Linked DNA regions of Rattus norvegicus: region 2 is linked to region 1. A link is a contact called in public Hi-C data. All regions are on one chromosome and are shown on one strand. Each heading gives the region's core, a stretch centred on a gene start, on an enhancer-like site or on the middle of the called end of the contact. The rest is flanking DNA. Distances are from core to core; before and after follow the strand shown.

Region 1 (2,990 bases), core at 80-2,579:
ATAAGGGCAGGAGACACCTGCAGGGTAGACTGGAGGAAGCCAGCTGTGTGGCCCTTACAGTGGCTTAGAGAGATAAGGGGCCCAGCAGAGAGCATGGGTGATAATATTCTCTTCCTCCCTCCCCAAATACATGCTCAGCTGCGTGCATGCGTGCGTCCGTGCATGTGTGTGTGTGTGCGAGTGTGTATGTGTGTGTATGTGTATGTGTGCATGCATGTGTGTGTGCGGGTGTGCATGTGTGTATGTGTGCGTGCGTGTGTGTATGTGTGTTTATGTGTATGTGTGCGTGCGTGCATGTGTGTGTGCGCGTGTGTGTGTGTGCGTGCGTGCGTGCGTGCGCACACTTGCGTGCGTGCGTGTGTGTGTGTGTGTGTGCCCTCGCTCAGAGGACAGCTGAAGGAAGCACTGATGTTATTCTATGAAGGTGCCCAGCAGAAAGCTGGCCCTTCCTCAGGTGCCTGTGACAGGAGCATCTCCAGGGACCACAGGACTCTGGCAGCCTCAGTTCGTGCAGCCTAGCTCGTCCTGTAGTCTGATGGGCACAGTCTGGCCTGGACCTGGACGTTAGATTTAAATGGATTTCCCTTTCACACCCACACTCGACATGCCATTATTTCGAGTCAGTTCCCCCAGAGCCCCCATCATGGCCTTCCTCCTCATCTGATTCTTGTCTTTGACCACTGGTGTCTTCAGAAGAGAGTGCCTTCCCCTCGTCCTCTGCTAGGGTAGTGCCAGAGGTCACAGGGAGCACACCGACTGGCCTCGGAGGCAGACGGTGCCACAGGTCCATTCTTGCAGACCACTCCGATTTACAGCTATTTCTACAAAATCAGAAACTCTGGGTTCAAGGAGTCAAATCTACCCAAACATGGAAAGTCCAGCTTTGGCCCGTGGTTAGAAAAGGACCTCTGCTCAGCAGGACAGGGGTTGGTTGAACAGAGTGGGGGGGTTGGTCAGATGTCTATCTCCGTGATCTATGGGCACCTGCCACAGAGGGTGGCAGGGTGAGGTTGCCTCGGCTGACCACAGCATAGGCATAGAGATTAGTACAATCCTGATGTATAAACCCACAGGTAACCAGGACCTGCTATTCTAGATGAAATCCCATCCTTCCCCTGCCCCTCCCTTGGGCACAGAAAAGAGCCCGAGGACAAGAGGTGCCTCCACCCAGCCCAGGGAGCTGACCAGTGACATTGTCCAGCACCCCTTGTTTTGTCTTCAGCCAGTCACAAAGTCCCCGTTCTTCCCAGGGAAATAGCACCAAGCCCTTGGCTATGGGGCCCACATCCTTGCAGCCTGGCACAGTGGGCTCCCACGGAGTACACAGCATTTCTTATTGTGGCATAAAATGCCATAAAATCAGAACAAAGAGAGCCCAGGGCCTGGACGGGTCGGCAGCTTCCTGCTGAGCAGAGAATACAAGCGATTGTTTAAAAGCCAGTGGCGAGGCAAGTGGCCAATTAGCACAGCTTCCCTCCCCGCTGCCTGTAAATTGTGCCGGGACCATCAGAAAGGGATTCTGCTATTCAGATCAATTGCTGAAAGGAAGCAAGTCTGTTCACACTGCCAAATATAGAAGCCCCAAAGCAGCAAAGGTGACCTGGGTTATCACCGCACTGTCCTTGGGACAAGCTGATCTCCATCGGTGCAGAAAAGCAGCCCTGATCCTGGGCACCTTGGCGAGTCACAGGGAGTTCTAGGACGTTCTGAGGCCAGGGAGTTCTATATCTGTTCACAGTTGCATTGTAAAAACAACTCATGTCTCATTGTCTTCTCTCTCATAGATGTCAAGAAATTACCCACAACCCAGACCGGAAGAAAGCGAAAGTAGGTTTGGGGGTCCATCCTGTCCTGCCCCCTCTAAGGGTGTCTGCTGGGTTGCCCCCTTTCTGTTCCTGTGTTGAACCTAACAGCCTTGAAGGAAGTTATGACCACCACCCAGAGGCAAAAGTAACCCTGCCAAGCTTCGGGAAACATTAGGCTTAGCTGAAAATCAATCAAGACAGACGGTTGGATATGGGGCAGATAAGATTTTTTAATTCATCCTGAAACCAAAGAAAAGGGTCAACTAGACGGAAGAGAGAGCTTTCCTTGTTAGGATCCTCAGCATCCAACCCTTAATGGAGGACTGGTTGGTTTGTGTGTGTGTGTGTGTGTGTGTGTGTGTGTGTGTGTGTGTGTGTGGTTTTTTTTTTTTTTTTCTTGCCAGGATACTGCCTGGGATTTTCCTCCCCGGATCCTAAAAGCAGGCTGATTAGCCATTACCAGAGAGATGGTTCCTTTGACAAGCAAGTGTTTTGATTGGATTTTGATGCCATTAAGGACATCAAGTGAGTCTGTTGCATTCAGGGGTTGAACAAAGCCAACAGGTCTCCAGTCTCCTTCAAACGGGTTTCTTATTCCATAGAAATTCCCCCTGGAGAAAAATGAGCCTAATTAAAGCAGAGCGCTCAGAGGCAAGCCTTAAGAAAGACTCTATCCACAGAGAGAATAAGCGTCGCAGGGAATTGGAGGGATGTGACTACTGGGTCTCTCTGGGTTCTTCAAGGAAACAATTTACAATGGTCTGCCCTGCAAGCTTTAGGAGAGTGATTCCCACGTTGGCATCAACAATCTCCAGAACTTACCCTAAACACCGATTCCCGGGCCCTCGCATTGACTCCACTCCAGCGGTGGGGTGGGGCTCTGGAATGTGTCTTTCATGCACAGCCCACAGACCGGGTTGATGCAACCCATTGCAGGGATGCTTCGTGGACCCCTCCCCTAAACCCCACAAATAAATACCTGACCAGAAGAGACATTGCACCAGTCCAGAGCTCCCCAGGGTGGTGCCAAGACTGCAACCCTGGGGAAGCCAGTTTGCTATTCAGGGCACGCAGTTCTAGGGAGCCAGGCTCGCGGTGCTCAGAGATGGGGAAGGCCCTTCTTTATACAAAAGGAGCTCCTGGAGCCCCAAACCCTGCGCGATGTGGGGTCCAGGCCAACTGAAC
Region 2 (3,130 bases), core at 473-2,972, 85 kb before region 1:
ATCTCCATCTTATATGAAGCAACACGGAGTCTGGGCGTGAACACAGACAAAATCAGAGTGCCTATTCCTAGAGCATCTCTTCCAAGCCAGCCGCCATCACTGCTTTTCTTTTCCCAACTGCATCCCTTCTCGTTCCCACGGCAACCGGCAGGGCCGCCCACGTGTGGACTCAGGACCCCCGGGGCCGCAGCCCCGCCCCACCCCCACGATCCACGTTCCCTCGCGACTAGCGGCACAAGCTCCGCGCGAGGAGGGAGGCCCGGTTGCCAAGGAAACGGGAGGACGCCAGGCAGCCGCCCCCACCGTCTCCACCCCGAAAAAGGCCGGAGGCCGCGGCGGACAGCTGCCTCCAGGGAGGAGAAGGAAGAGGGGCCGCTAGAGGGAGGAAGACGTGAGGCGTAGGGGAGGAAGAGGAGCCCAGGACCGGCCCCACGCACGATTGATGGGCGGCTCTTCTGCTGTGGGCCTACCCACCCGCTCCGCCACGCAGTCCCTTTAGCCCCTAGTGAGGGGCGAAAGTGCTGATCCCCAAGGTAACCGGCCCCCGCTCTAGCCTTCCCAGAACTGAGGATCAACTTTACCTTTTAAACTTAAGATTCTGAAGGGAAATCAGACCTCTTAGCGCCCCTCTCTTCTTCAGGCTGACCCCAGCTCCAGTTCGTTTCTACCTAAAAGGAACAGATTTAACTGGAGTCTAGACGGTTTTGCACACTGGTAGTTCCCCCAGCCACCCACCCCGCACAGCTACATTGGTCTAACAAGTCCAAGAAACAGCTTTTAAGTGTGAAAACGATGGTATTATTAATGGTAGAACCCAATCGCTTGTCAAACTTGTGATGTTCTTTTCATTTTTCCAATTACACAGTCTCTGCTCTGGGCTTAATAGTCCGTATGTGTTAGCTAGGTCTATCAAACACCCCTCCACCCCAACCTTTATTTCCTACGTTAAATTGGAACAGTCCCCCCCGCCCCCGCCCCACTGCCTCAAGCCCTCAGCCTCTGAAATATAGAACGGGCCTAAGTCACCAAACTTATATTCAACCCAAGTTTAAAAAAAAAAAAAACTAAGATTTTTTTTCCAAACTAAAATTGAAAAAAAAAAAAAAAGAAAACAAAACAAAAACCTGTAATTCTTGTCATTACAAATTAATTCGTTGTGGAAAAGTTTGGATTAAAGTCTTCTGAAATCCTCTCCCAAGCACCCAATCGTGGAAATGGAGGAATTTATAAACCTGATTGTCAGGTAGTAACAGAGCTATTTACAACTTGCTTCAGACGAAGCTTCAGCATAACGAGGTTAAATTTACCTTGTGTTTATTTGCCAAACTCAAAGACAGTATAGTTTTAATAATATTTCACAGAGAGAACACAGAGAGAAAATGATAAGACAGCTTATTTTAAAAGCACTTCTTTCCGGTCAGCGTTTTTGTTGTTGTTGTTGTTGATGATGATGACAAATACAGTCACAGAAAAGGAGACTTTTTGTACACAGGAATGTGCATGTGCATTTATATGTACAGACGTGTGGTGCGTTTAGAGACTGGAAAGAAACGTCTCCTGTTGCTCCTGTTCTAAGTCAGGGTGTCTCTGTCTGAATTCCCTAGACAGTTATGCCAGAGAGGAATTCAAATGTCACAGAGTTCTTAGAATATTCCTCATTGAAATTTCACAGACATGTGGAATTTTGGGGCCTGGCGGAGCCACTCCCTCTCCCTGCCTCACGAACCTCCTCATCCCTGGCCCTTACCCTCTCCTTAGCATGGCGTTTCACACGGATTTCTAAAAACAAAAGCTTGGTCCAGTGCTTTGTCACCAGAGGCTTACAACAGAGGTACGCATGATCATGCGTGATTTTCAGAACAAGAAGCAGTTCAAAGGTGAGAACAGAAGAGAGCACGGGTTATGATTTCAGAATCACGCCTTGCCCATGTTTTATTTCCTGCCCCCACACACAGCACTCTAGCGCCTGCCTATATCTGAAAAAAAAAAATCCTTGGCTTCAAATGGCCATCTGGTTGAGTAGGCCCACAAAAAGATAGTCTGGGAATTAAGCATCATTTTCCTCTGGATTTATTCCTATATAGTTATTTCTATTTCTTGTTTATTCTGGTCAGTTTTTCAAACTTGTAGTACAGCCTAAAATTCAAGTTCATCTGGAGACTTTTCCTAACCTGAGACAATCTACTGTCCCCTTGGTGTCTGTCTCTAATTCCAAGGAAACTGTTTAACCTCATAGGGTCTTGACAATAGTTAAATAAGAAAATACTTGTGGCACTGTGGTGTTTCAACTGTTTATTTTTACAGGGAAATGCAGTGTGACAGAGTTTGTGATGGGTGGGGGAGAGTCTCCTGGGCAGTGTTAAAGTTCTTTGTTTTGAAGATGATTGTGAAGTCAGGAAAACTTAGGAAGTCCTTTCAGTGATACTGTTTCCTGACTGGTCAGGCCAGGTTATTCCATGCCTCCTGACTAAGAACCTCCCTTAAATTATACCACCCCGAGGCCACGATAGATTAACCGGTTTAGCTGTGTTAACTTTGTACCCCATCTAACTGGACCATGGGCTGTGCCCTTGGCGGCCATGAATGTAGTTTCCTTATGAATCCTGGTGTTCTCTGCCCGATTGATACTCAGACAGGCTTCTCTTCCACAGGAGCAGCAGGGGGTCCATCTTTCTGTTTTTAACCACATCGTTTTTTTCTGAAAAAAGGGGGAACAGACTTCATTCTATGCAGGTACAAATTTATTTGAAAAGCTAAGTGTGATCTTTGAAAGTATAATCCATGAATGTCTGCCGAAATCCACCCCCGGCAAAACACACACACACACACACACACACACACACACACACACACACACACAAAATCTTTAGTGTGCCTTTACTTACCTCAGAATCCCTGTTACAGTCACGGAAGTCTGACCAACACAGTTGCTGATAAATGTTAGAAATAACAGATGAGGGCAGAGCCGCAGGCCTTTTAAAGTGCAAGATGGGGAACGGCTCACCCCAACCATCCTGAGCCAAAGGAAAGCAAGTCCAAACTGCTCTGAGCACTTAAGAGAACATAGCAAAGTGTGGTGTGTGGGGTGGTGGAAGGGTTCCATAGAGTCGGCTCAGGTTGGTTCTTACAG

What was found. A called contact is a pair of places that touch in the nucleus more often than the background predicts.
Region 2: a contact with region 1 is called in a Hi-C map of frontal cortex, with 2.7 times the contacts expected there. The contact joins the promoter of Marchf10 here to the enhancer-like site in region 1. A contact is called at or near these places in 6 of 12 Hi-C or Micro-C datasets (the A7r5 cell line, the Rat2 cell line, Schwann cells and 3 more) and 1 of 1 datasets of contacts at active chromatin or transcription factors (oligodendrocytes).

What each region holds. Positions count from the first base shown.
Region 1 is chr10:90,835,085-90,838,074 of GRCr8, reverse strand. It overlaps Marchf10 (membrane associated ring-CH-type finger 10), which reads left to right. Exons shown (of 12, transcript NM_001013973.1): 11 at 1,785-1,827. Among named protein-coding and RNA genes, the nearest start is that of Mrc2, 75 kb to the right of the region's middle. Within about 2 kb of position 1,329, at least 43 of the 93 cell types and tissues checked have an H3K27ac peak or open chromatin away from gene starts, as enhancers often do. A contact at or near this core is called in Schwann cells, where this site is marked.
Region 2 is chr10:90,920,026-90,923,155 of GRCr8, reverse strand. Marchf10 (membrane associated ring-CH-type finger 10) reads left to right here and starts at 1,722. Exons shown (of 12, transcript NM_001013973.1): 1 at 1,722-1,877; 2 at 2,652-2,733. LOC108352144 (a long non-coding RNA gene) reads right to left here. Exons shown (of 3, transcript XR_005490476.2): 1 at 1,308-3,130; 2 at 582-668.